Linked DNA regions of Gossypium raimondii: region 2 is linked to region 1. A link is a contact called in public Hi-C data. All regions are on one chromosome and are shown on one strand. The core of a region is the stretch at or near the end of the contact, and the rest is flanking DNA. Distances in the headings are between cores, read along the strand shown. Region 1 has its middle 42 kb from the start of LOC105794176. Region 2 holds the start of LOC105794178 (sucrose transport protein SUC3).

Region 1 (6,731 bases), core at 887-3,386:
TTGTTGGTCAATATATTCTTCAACTTAAAATGAAGCATGGTATTACAATGTAACATAGTCAAGGTACACTATTCTTCTTTAGGGTTTTTATTTCTTTCCCTTCTTTTTCTTTTATGTGAAATGACAAATTTTATTGTTATTGAACCATATTTTTGAGTGGGAGAAAAATATTCTTTGATCTCATGTAAAGGAAGAAAAAAAGAGAGAGGGGAAAGGCCCCACGTGTGGAACAAAATTTGGAGCATATGCAGCACTATTTTTTATCCATATATAGCTTTATGTGCATGTAGGGGGTTCACTTTGCTTGGGATTCCTACATTTTTGTGGGCACATTTGTTAGATATTTGAGCCACCTTTTCAACCCTAGCCCGGATCTTCACTTCACTCATCTTTCTACAAATATAACTTAAAGCACGCTGCTAGCTCTGTTGTTAAAGGAAAAGGTTTTGGGAATCCTATGCCCTCCTCCCTCACCATATATGTCCATGTGTATGTTCCCATGCATATATATCTTATTAGTAAAAGTACTATGAAGATGATTATATTAGAAGTTAGATTATATTTTATCCTCTTTATTAAAAAGGAGTAAATTAAACCTTGTATGTTAGGTCAAATAGTAAATTAGTTCATTTGTTAAAAATTCCATTCATTTTTATAGTTAAAAGCTAGTCTTATATATTAGCATGACCCGTGTCATTGTTTAATATTTTGTTAGCTATGTCAGTTTTAATGAATGAAAATTTTAACTAAAAACCAATTTTCTGTTTTATTTAATGTATAAAAATTAATTTATTCATTTTTAAGTAGAGAAATAAAATACAATCTAATTTTTAACCTAGAAAAATACTTTTACCATATCCTAAGCCTTCCTTCACTTAATTCCTTCTTATTGTTTTACTTTCACTCATTTTTCCTATCGTATGATTAGGTAGCTAGTTAGGATCGAGAAAAGCTTAATTGATTGGTTCAAAGTATGCTTATTTGAATGGCAAAGAAAAGATTTAATTTGAAATTTAAGTTTAAGTGGAAGTCGAATTCCTTATCTTGTTTTAATAAAACAAAAAAAGGGTGAGTAAACCTGAAATAAGGGTACATATGCGGTCAAAGTTAGCATTTGACTTATTTAATTATGCCTGAAATGTCAGTGTTTGGCAGAAAATAAAATGTTGTGCCAACTTTGATTGCTCTCTTCCCTTGGTGCATAATAAAAGGATGTCTAGCAAATATTATGAATTTAAAAAATAAAAACTACTAATGAATTGGGTTGTTAGAGTGATAAGATGATGAACTACTACCTACTTCCACGTCCATATGCTAAAACAAATCACAAGAATTATATGTAGTTAATGGTCCCATAATAGATGTTATCATTAATGCTAGAATTCTCATTTCATATTAAATCCAAATCATACCCCTAGTATGGGGCCTTGCTCCATTTGTTTCCATCTGGTATAATTATAATGTACACAGTTATACTCTAATTAATTTCAATTTGAAGGGACATGAATGCTAATCGTCTACTATCTTTAAAGAGCTAAGAGTTAATCTCCCAATCATATAAACATCTTTGCACTGTTACATTCATTAAATGGGAGCACTATTGAGAATACCCAAAAAGGGGAAATTTTTTATATTTTGTAACAGAAATCTGCAAAGTGGGATCTGGCAAAGGGAGAATTGAAGATGAATTTACATTCTGTCACTCTGAAATGGTGTCTCACTCTTTAGCTACTTTCAATAAAGATGTGTTCATAGAACAGCTCATCTAACACAAAAATATAGCAGGGATTTGCAAAGTTGCAAGCCCCCCTACTCTACTCTATACCAAAACTGTGACTTGACACCTCTTTTAATTCCTCTTTCTGAATTCAGATCCCTCAATCTAATATTATTCTGCCTCCTGATTGTATAAACAAATGGAGTCACTGAAAAAGAAGTGGTCAAAAGCACACCCCTCTCTCACCCCCCCCCCTAATGAATTGATAAGTACCCCAGCTTCACAGTCAAGGCTTGAGAGGTTGGGCCATTTTCTTCCTTTTCTTTAACTCTGCCCGAGTGAAGTAGGGAGCACTACAGCATGGGACTAGGCATGAACTTTGGAGCCTATTACCAAAATATGTCTACCCTTTGAAGCAGCCATCATAATCCTGTATATCCATACATACGCTAAAAAAATTTATTTTGTCATTATTACAATCTGTCACTATTACTCTTGTTTGTATATACTCATATATGATGTTGATGTTGTAGCTAACAGTAGTCTTATATGTCAATCATTATAATCTCTCTCACTATTACAATTGTTTATGTACGTATGATGTTGATGTGGTAGCTAGCAGTAATGTGTCCCCCACATGCTTTACAATTATACCCTGTACACCTTTATGAATTTCTACACTTGGAATCATTACCACCCTAGTGAAATATTATAGCAGGATAGAAACTTGAGTAGGATTTTAGTATTATTTTAAGATGTTGGTAGAAGCATGCTCACTCTTTGAGTCTGGGGATGGTCTCAAGGATGAGGGAAAAATTAATTGTCTGTCTTACTCTTTAACATGATTGCTTACTTTTTCACAGTGAACCCTTTTTTCACATTATCTGTCAGATTCTAACGAGTAAATCTCATTAGTTCCATACCACATAAAAATATCATTGAAACAGCAAGGATGTTTTGATTGGTCTTTTCAAAGTTTTTAACTGAAGTTCATGTCTGTCAAATAAATGATTCACTTTGAAAGCCTTACGGGGACCCCATTCACCCACTCAGTAACATAAACAAGTAGGGGGAGCTTGGTTTGAAGGCCACCTTTTTCCTGCACTCCCCGCTTTAACATAATGAGATTACATTTTCATTCAGCGTTGGGCTCCGAAGCTTAACTGGAGTGGAGCCAGGCTCCAACCCCATGTGTCACACTTGTCATCATAACACTGTCCTTGGGCTCCTTTTTGTTCACTAGGATGCATATGGGCCAGCATTGGTCTAATCAAGTCTAATCCGTAAACAACTTTCTGCCCTCTTTCGTTTCAAAACCGGTACTGCTCTGGGCCTATCTTCACTTTTCCCTTTGGGCTTCACACTTGTTCAGCCCAAGTCAAGTCAACAGTCTGACCTTCTTGATTTAGTAAGTCAATATGTGGTAAATTCAAGATTAAGAAGTTAATAATGATAAGTTAAAAAGGTAGATTACAAGCAAATCAAAAGTATAGTGAACTGAGTAGGGTCATTGCCACTCGCTAAAGTCCCAAATGTCATACGATAGGAAGGGTGTCTCTTCGTTAATGGCACGAAAATAACCCTTTATTTAAAAAATGTTTAATTACAAAATTGGCCCTTAAAGTATACCATTTTCCCTACTTAAGTACAAGTACTTTTTCCCAAAAGTAGTATCTAAACTTCCAATTTCGTCTCATTTTACCCAAAAGTGTATGATATCAAATAAAAATGTGCCACGTGTCATGTTTTTATTGGTTGATATTGTGATTTGGGGTAAAATGGTAAAATTGATAGTTTAGGTACCACTTTTGACTAAAACAGACTTTAGGTGCCTAAGTCGGAAAAATGATATACTTTAAGGGCCAATTTTGCATTTAAACCTTTTAAAAAATAAATGGCTAATATTTGTTAAAAGAACCAAGCAAATCACTACATATTTCTTAAGCCTAAGGGCGCTTTTGATTGCTCGAATCTTACATTACAACTCATAATGTTACATTTCGAAATGAGATTATGTTATTTGGATTCTCAACATTCTAGCCACCCCATAATCTCATGTTCCCAAATATTGTCAAGATGTTGTAATATTAGGACATAATCCCATTATGACCTATTAATTAGGTTATCTTAGATTACGAGCGTAATCATAAATTTTGAACCAATTGACCCTTTTTTAATTATATTAATCAATTTAGCCCATTTTTCCCTAATAAAAATTCAATCTAATTAAAAACAAAAATCTATCCTTTTCTTAGCAGTGAAACAATAGATGTCATACTTTTGGGCACTATGTTTATCACTTGTAAAACAATGCTTTTTTCACCCTTGGATTTGTTCCTTCTGATTCTTCAAGATTGATTTAAAAAGTCTAAAATGACTCAATCAACTCATTGATCCTCATGTTATCAATGTCTTTTTGCCTCTTTAATGGTTGTGACTTTGATGGCAAGACTTTTGAGCAAGGATCTCAACACATTCCTTACTAGTTTGGAGTTTGAATACTCATTATGAAGGGCAAAAGCTTGATTGAATATGTCACAGAGTTCAACATAGAACTCACCAATTGTTTCATTCTCCTGAATCCTTGAGGTTTCGAATTCTTAACTATATTGGTTCCTTCATGAGTAGTCTTGAGAATTCCTCAAGCATCCTCGGAAGTAGTGAATTTAGATATTCTTTTAAATTCCTATCTATCTACTCCACAAAAAATAGCATGCAGTGTTTTTAAATTGAAATTTGTGTGCTTTTCTTCCTTTGTAGTCCAAGCCAATTCAGACTTCAATGTTCTTATTGTAGATGTCCCAATAAGAAGAGCCTCCATAAAACACCCTAAAATTGGGTCTAGAAGTTTTGGGGGTATAATGTAAATTTTGGCTCGGAGTAGGTTCGGAAAATTCTGAATTGCGGTAACACGAAATTATTTTCAATCATAATTTTTGAAAAAATTAAATCAATTTTTGAAAATAATATTGAAAAGACCTTCAACTGTAAAATAAGGATTGTTTTGTAAAAGGGTTCAATTTAGGAGTAGTTTTAAAGTAATTTTACCAAAGTTTTAAAAATACTCTATTTCCCCTATTTATCTTCACAAAACCCACGTTAGTTCTTCCCATTCTTTTTGTTTCACCGTCCATTGTCTTCCTAAACCCCATTCATTCAATTTTGATTCACAAACTCCATTCCTTTGATTTCTATTATCATCCAATCAATAAACCTCCATAGAAATCCAAGAAAACACCAAAAACACCATTGATTTTGTCATCTCTTAAGCTTGTGAGTTTCTTTGGATTTTCAACCAAATGTTCGTATTTCTCCCATCGGAGGTAACGAATCATTTTCATATTAGTTTTTTATGTCTAGTCTTTTAAATAGAGTTTTTACCCATTAAATCAAATGTTTTGAATAAAAGCCGAAAATTATGTCATTAATGGTGGATTTCAGGATTTTACATAAAAACGATGTTTCAAAGTGTTTTTAACTTATTTTGACATGATTAGAAGGTTTTTAAACTTTCATTAAAGTTTAGTTAAGAGATTTTAAGGTTTTATTGAGTTTTCATGAAAAATACCTATTTTATGTCGAAATTTTAGAACCACGAATTTGAGTAATTTTGTGTAGTTTGAAGGTTAAGAATCAGTTGTAGATGAAAAAGTAGATGAATGGAATCATATTTAGGCAAAAGGAATAAGTAGAGACCGAAATATTTGAGTTTCAAGTTTGCCATGTTAAAAATTTCGGTTTCAAGAGAATCTAGTTTAGGCTTGTGTTTTTGGTTGATTGAGGTGAATCTTTGGCCAAATGTTGATTGTGTTGCTATGTGTGATTTACTTTGTGGAAGCTTTGGATTCGTTTGGACCTTCTACGAGTAAAGAAAAAGGCAAGGAGAAGCTAGTTTAGACTTTCAACGACTAGGTGAAAGTGCGAACGGTAAGTGTTTGAAATCGCTACTTGTAAACACGATTCATAGTGTTAATTGAGAGCTTAGGAATAGCCTAAAACTCTATCCTAAGTTCCAAATGTAAGCTTTCCACTTCTCTTGTTTTATTTTGGCAAAATATGTGATTATGTGAATAATTGTGGATTGATTATTATGATACGATATTGTGATATGAGACATGTGTGATGGCTATTGTGAATTTTGTTGTATTGTGGGGTGAAATAAATGTCAAATGATAGTGATAATGATATGCTAATAATGCAAATATGCAACGGAAATGTACAGAATTTCAGTAAGTATATATGTGTTGAATTGTGGAATATGATATTATTATGACAGGTAATATGTGAAAATACTTGTATGTGATATATGATGTACTAATTTTAATGCACACATTTGAGGTTTGATAAATGATAGCTCAATGAGCATTATTATGGCACTTAAAGTGCAAATAAATGTAAATATGATAAGTATGCATTATATAAGATACTATGATGTAAACTGATGAATATGAACAAAGATTATGTATATTAAAACAATAGTTAAATGTGTGCATTTACGGATATTTTGGGCTTGTGATATCTTGAAATCGTTATAGTTGGCATGCCATAGGATTGTGAGTACTCACCTTTGTGTTTTGTGTTTTGGGCAATGAGGCCCTAAGACAAAATAAGAGAGATAAGGGAATGATGAACTAAGCTCCATTCACTGGGATATGTTGGTGATTGGAGAATGGTTAGCTTTATGTTACACTTATGGGATATGTTAAACTTTTTGAGTCATTGGTGTGATGGAGATCCGTGTATCCAATGTGTGGTGGTAGAGCCCACTTTTATGTTTCATAGCTTCAAGTGCCAAATTACTGTTTAAATGTGATCTTATATATTGTGATAATATGATGTGAGATGGATGCATAAACATATGAATAATATGCTAAATGAGTTGATTTAAGTTTCGTGAAAATGTTAGTATGTTCTCATAGTAAATTGCATATGTAATTGTGGTTTGAGTTGTTTCCATTTAACTTGTGAATGTATAAGCTAGACTTGTGAGTTACTAAAACACATTGTTAGTCTT
Region 2 (7,020 bases), core at 1,590-4,089, 220 kb after region 1:
ACCCTTTATCTAAAGAATCAATAAGCATGTGAAAGTGGTGTACCATTATTAAAGCCATAAATTAACACATCAAATGTACTTTAGTTAACATTTAAGTGAAGAATTTCAGTTTTAACATCCTAGAAAGCCTTAATAGTGTGAAATTTCAATGGATAATGTTACTTACTACAGCAACAAGAAATGCTGCTTTCAAATTGGCACAGGCTTCACAGCAAGCTCTGTTTTCCAAGAATGGAAACCATCTGAATTGAGACAATTTGCAAGAACTAGATCAACATATAAATTCACTTAATAACTTTGCGTCAATAATTGCTTGTTTCATCACAACAAAAACACAGGAAAAGATTGTCACCTGTGCCAACTCCCACTAGCACCAGCTGAAAATCCCAAGATGTTTCCAACAGCCATCCACGAGCAAAATATAGCATTTGAAGAATTATGTTGATCAGGACCTAAAACATAGGCATCCAGAATCTTGTCATGCACAGTATTCAAATGTGTGTGGTATTATACGGCCTAGTAAATCGGAGGTATCAAACCTAAAACATCACAATGATATTATGTATAGACCATAACCGTTTTCTTTTTTTTTTCTTTTACTGTCTTAAGAAGGGAGCTCACCAGATAGATCAGCCAAAAGGGCACGAGCTGGTCCCTAGAAAAAATATAAGACTTCAACTATTAGCTCATGTGCATAAAATGAAGAATTAATTGTCATTTAAGGCTTACCTGCACTGTATTGTTAGCAAGATCCAACATCCAAAAGCCGATAACAAAGACAAAAGCCGCCCTTGTTCGTGTACCTTTAAATGTACTACATTGCATACATTATTTTGTCAATCTCTTTATTTTCTTGCAGCAGGAAAAAGAGGTGGGGGAGAGTGAGAGTTGGCTATAAGAGAAGAGAATGAATCAAAAGCAAAAGTGGAAACCTGCAGTGCTCCTTCGTATCACCTAATAAGTATCCAATGTCTGCAGAAAACCCGATTATTATCACCTAGATTGCAAACCTTAGTTTAGAATATATATATATATAAAAACATAAACATAGCATAAAAGGAAAACAATCTTCTTTGGTGCTTACAGCAAGAGAGATCATGAGCGCTCCAGCAAGGATAAAAGGCCGCCTTCTACCATATTTGGAAGTGCATTTATCACTCCAAATACCAACACAAGGTTGAACCTAAGATCAAAATGCAAACAATTCTATAAATCATAAATGCAGATAGGTATTATTTATTCTGATTTTGTTTAACTCTAGTCATTTACATTTATCATGTGCCAACACATTTAAAAAAAATAGGCATTAAACACAAAGGTAGCCTGCTTCCTAATTTGCACAGACATACAGGGGGGGGGGAGAGAATGGAAAATTGAATAAGCAAAGAAATTCTCTATTATGCAATCAAACAAATAAATGTTCTAGGGTACCCCCCATCTCTACCTTCTATAACAAAATAGGATACATGAAAGGTAGCCCCAACTATTTAGGAGTTAGTTCAATATGGTTTCCCATCACCTACCACAAGACCAGTTATCGGACCACAGAGCCAAATAAATGAAGAAAAAGCATGCTCTATTCCAAGTGTCTGCATGAATCAACAAAATATACAGTAATCAGAGAAGCTCAGAGCGTTGAAAAGAAATAGAGCCAAGGCTAAAAATAATAATAAATAAAGAGATAGTATTACATAAGCATTAAGCAAGAAGTTGACAAAATATTTTGAGAATTATTTTAATATGCAATTTATTCTTCAAAAAATGACTATAACATTCTTTTCTCTAACTAGTGCGTTTTAATTTATATTGTTAAAGATGATAAGTATTTTATTAGAAAATTTCCAGAAAATGATAATAAAAGAAAATTTGCCTCTCAACGCCATGATCGCTCTTTCGCAACCTATAACTGCACCAATAATTCTTTCTGCAGTACATGAAAACTAAGTAAATTAATGACTAAACAATAATGAAAAAGAATTGTAGCATCTACTAGCTAACCAATTCAAGAATACCAACAAGAAGTGCACTTGCTGATTTTATTTTTCTATTTCCTACAGATAACCCCCCAATAACACAAAAATTGTCATTAAATGTAAACACGTTGCACCAAATTCAAACTTCAAAACATTCATAGTCACTAGCCTACTATTTTTCATTAAAATACTTAAACTAACATAAATTACAAGACAAAAGAGAAAAAAAATAAAGAGCATTGGAAAGACCTGAATGTAAGGAGTCAATAGCGATAGTTGTAAAGCCCAACCAAACTGAACCCCGGCGGCGACCGTACAACTAAGAACCAGAGTTATCAAGCTACAATCCTTAGATCCGGCATGGATCGGCGACGATAAGTTAGCGTTTCCATTGGGAACCCTCGAGGCAGGCGACGAAGAAGAAGCTGAAGGAGAGTTCGGAGAGGAATTTAGATCGATCCGAAAATGAGGATCGTCGATCATTTCAACCTCCAATTCCTTGTTTAAATTCCTGTAGGGGAACCTGATGGGCACTGAGTCACTCATTCCCGCCATAACCTCTTTGGCTCAGTCTCTGATTATCCTTCACGAGTTAACTCAAGGTAAACCTTCGCATTAAAAAAATGAAAACAAAATCAATCAAAATTAAAAGTTGAGGAATGAATGTGTTTCAAGATGATATTTAGGTTTAGGTGCAGGGTCCATGTTGATTTGTGTGATGTGTCGGTTGTGAAAACAAAAGTTTGCCATCAAAGGAAAAGCGATGGGGGCGTTGATTAAGTGGGAGAAAAAGGATGTGATCAGGACCGTTGGTTTTAAGGGACTTTGTCATTTATTGAAGGGATGCTTTTCTTCTTCAGCAAGGGAAAAAGCACACCGACGACGAGTAATTGCCGGATGGACGCTGGAGTCAAGTTTACGGACAAGGTTACTATAATTAAATATAATAGAATGAAGGGTAAACTAGATAAGTAAATTATTAGTAAGTTTTCATTTTGATCCTTTATTAAAAAGTTAAAAAAAATAGTCAATAAATTAGTAAAAAGTTTTCAGTTAGATCATTGAGTTGCTAAAATTGTTGTTGCATAGTATTATCTGTTCACATTGCCTGCATTAATCAAAAGTTCTTTTTCTACTTTTTTTCTACAATTTAATTTTTTTTCACGAAATAATTTTAAATATTACGAATTTACGAACTAAAATTAAAATAATTTTCTTTTTCTATTTTTGACACTAGCCGCTAGATCAACTTGAATTTAAGGGGTTTTTTTTACTTGTTGATGGGTATTGATTTATAGTTCAATAACCATTTTGTAACCTTTTGAAGTTAAATGATCAAAATGTAAACTTATTAATAGTTTAGTGACCTTGAGTGTAGCATAAAGACGCTTACAAAAATATTTATTTGATTGTGGTTTCAAAATAGCTGGTTACTTTACTTATATATGAAAAATATCTTATATACTTTTTAAATTGATAAAAGTATTATAGAGGCACTTGTATTAACATGAGATTACATTTTGCCCTATTTACTTAAAAATGGGCAAATTAATCCCTGTGCATTAGATCAAAGAGCAAAATGGTTCTTTTTTATTAAAAATTTCATCTATTTCTATTGTTAAAAATTAGCGTGGTTGATGGAATAACCAAACAATTACACTTAGCATGCTACATGCACCTTATGTTGGTGTACAGAGGCCAAGTTTTAACAATAGAATTTGATGAAATTTTTAATAGAATGATCAGTTTGCTCTTTGATCTAACGTATAATGATTAATTTACCTTCTATTTTGAGTGGAGGGAGCAAAATGCAACCCGACTCCTAGTACAAGGGCCTCCATGGTACTTTTACCCTTTAAATTCTAGGGTAAAGCCAATAATAGTCACTCAAATATACACTTTATTCAATTTTGGTCACTTAACTATTTTTTTTTTCATTTTAGTCACTTAACTTTTTAAAATTAAATATTTTAGTCACTCTTCCATTAATTATCGTTAACCAAGCAACGAAAAGATGATGTGGGCTTTTATTATTTTAATAATAAATTTAACCTTTTAATGTTTACATCCTATCAATTTGATTATAAATCTAAAAAATTTAACAAATTCTATTAAGAAACAATTGAAGCCTTTCTTACAGGGCAATCTTAAAGGGGAAGGTAAGGGACTTGTCCCCCTTCTCAAAAATTGAAAATCGCGCAATGTAATATATTTATAAATAATGAAAATTTAATTTAATATATAGTAAAATTATATTTCGGTTCTTTAAAAATAAAAAATATATATTTAATCTCTTTGAAAATGAAGAAATAAAAAATTAATAAATAATAAAATTATATTTTAACCTTTTAAAAATTTATAATTTAATTTAAATTCTATTAAAGAAATTTCCGAATTTACCCCCTTATCTTACTCTTGGCAATACACGTCATATTTTGTATGGACATGCAGGCTGCACAGTCCAAATTATTTTCAGCAAAATAATGGCACCTCGTCCGCTGATATCAGAGTAAGCAATCTAGCTTCGCAAGCCAAATTTTAGTTAATTATTTAGATACTTCAGAGCAACATGAAAACTCAAGCAGGCTACTACGTTCACAAAGATTCTGAATCTCGTAAAAGTCCTTAAAACATCTAGATGTGACATTTGTTCCCTACATTTTCTTTCCAATAGTTATAAATTGCCTGAAAGCCTCCAATTTGATGGATTGAGATTGCAAGGCCTAGCAATTAACGCAAACCAAGAAATTTAGATTAAGCATGATCTTAATAAAATGAAGGGTGAGTTGCATCATGCATGGTGGTTGACGAGAGGGTCGGGAGGTATGTATTGCTAAGAGTGACGAAGGCTCTAGTTGTTGTTGTTTTTTTTTTTTTTTTTTTAGAATTTATTGAATTATTTAGATCTAGGATCAAATTGATAAAATATGTAAATATTAGAGGGTTAAATTTGTTATTAGGCCAACAAAAAGCTCAAGTCATCTTTTCATCCCTCAGCTAACAACTATATATGGAGAGTGACTAAAATATTTAATTTTAAAAATTAAGTAACTAAATCAAAAAATTTAATAGTTGAGTGATCAAATAGAACAAAGTGCATAGTTGGGTGACTATTATTGTATTTTACCCTAAATTTTATATAATAACTTTTAACCTTTTAAGGTTAAAATATGTCATAAGTCCCTATATTTTTTTCGTAAATTAGAAATTTAGCCCATATACTTTTATTGTTAAGAATTTAGCCCTTTCAATTTTTAGATTTCAAACTTCATGTTCAACTGCTAACATTGTTAAACTTGTTTTACTAAATTCAGATTCACTCCAACATTACTTTCTTGTTACATGACTACCAAGTGAGTATTTTTTTTTTCAGAATGTGACATCAACAAAAGAATAGCATTATTAAAAATTGGATCCAAATTTTGAAATTTAAAATGTAGAGGATTAAATTCCTAAAAATAAAAAATAGTGACTAAATTCTAAATTTGTGAAAAGTATAAGGACTTATGGCATTTTTAACCTTTTAAATAAAACTATATGAGTTAATTACATCAGATATCCCAAACTATAACCCTCATTCTAAATTGGTTCCAAACTAAAACAACCTAATTACATCCCCAAACTATCAAAATTATATCAAGCGGGTCCTTTTGTTATTAAAATTAGTAAATGACACACCAAGTCTTATGTAGCTAAATTTAAAATGAATTAAAAAATAAGACATTGTTGCATAACTTTTAAAAGTAAAACTAAAAATAAAGTAAAACGAACAAAGAGAGTGAACAATAAAACATCCATAAAAGTTTTGAAAACCTTAAAACCACACCCATTTTAACAATATTCTTTTTGTTCATTGAAATTTTCATTTTAGATTAGGTCGTATAAGATTCAATGTATCATTCAACAGTTAAATTAACGATTTTAATAACAAAACGACCTAATTGATATAACATAGATAATTTGAGGATCTAATTAAAATGAGTTGAAGTTTGAGATCAATTTAATATGAGAGTCATAGTTTGGAGATGTATTTATACTTTTATTTATATGCATGTATTTTCTATTTATTTTATTCATTTTCCATTTTAATTAAAATAATAAAAATAATTACACGTAAAATGTTATAAAATTAAATATGTTTGAGATGTTTCAGAAAATGTATATTTAACTTTAGTACTTTGAATTTAAATTTAATTATGATATATCTATTAATTTTGAAATGAATTTATTAAATTATTTTAATGTAAAATTGATTAAAATATAAAGGAAAAAATTATTTAAGTCAGTATATATAATTAATTTAAAATTAAAATGTTTAAAATATATTTGTATAAAATTATTTCAAAGTCAATAATAAGTATAAGAGAAGAAAATACCAAAGCCCTAAAAACTTTAAAAACCCAGGCTTAAGTTTTAGAATCCCTCTGTATGGGCGTTTACCTTCAGTCTAATGTATTTAATTTTTTCTTCTTTTTTTTTACGTTACAGCATCTAATCTCACTATTACCACTGTTTTTATCTTAATCAGAGGTAAACACACTGCCTATCCAAACTAAGCTTTAATCTGTGTAAATTGTGTATAGATTCTTGGTCCGTATTTATTTTGGTTTATGTCCCACCAAATGTGAGCTTTGTATAGATTCTTTCTTATTTGGGTTTGAATATAATCTTAGTTTCAATTTGGTCAAACTTTATAATGATTAATTTTGACTATAATTATTCATATATATATATATATATATATATATATATATCTTTGTAATTATTGTAATTATACTTATAACTTCCAAAATAAAACTTACATATATTAATTAAAATACTACATTATATTTAACATATTAGAATATTACATAATTTATAATTGATAATTTAATTTAATAATTATTAAAATACGTTTATAACTATTTAGATTTTTATTATTTTTAATTAAAAATTATTGAATATAAAGATTTAAGATGACAAAATAAATAGAATAATAATTAATAAAGGGTTAGCTTATCATTTTATTTAGAATTCATTTTATAAAAGAACTTTAAAGATTAGTGCA

What was found. Hi-C and Micro-C count contacts between places; a contact is called where the count stands out from the background.
Region 2: a Hi-C map of leaf shows a contact between it and region 1, with 2.0 times the contacts expected there. The contact joins the promoter of LOC105794178 here to the enhancer-like site in region 1. A contact is called at or near these places in 2 of 2 Hi-C or Micro-C datasets (both in leaf).

What each region holds. Positions count from the first base shown.
Region 1 is chr3:36,104,930-36,111,660 of ASM2569854v1, forward strand. No RefSeq gene overlaps it. Among protein-coding and RNA genes, the nearest start is that of LOC105794176, 42 kb to the left of the region's middle. Within about 2 kb of position 2,137, the one cell type or tissue checked has open chromatin away from gene starts, as enhancers often do. A contact at or near this core is called in leaf, where this site is marked.
Region 2 is chr3:36,323,524-36,330,543 of ASM2569854v1, forward strand. LOC105794178 (sucrose transport protein SUC3) reads right to left here and starts at 2,840. Exons shown (of 13, transcript XM_052628305.1): 1 at 2,223-2,840; 2 at 1,085-1,183; 3 at 933-997; 4 at 730-814; 5 at 622-655; 6 at 353-452; 7 at 167-242. The coding sequence starts at 2,528.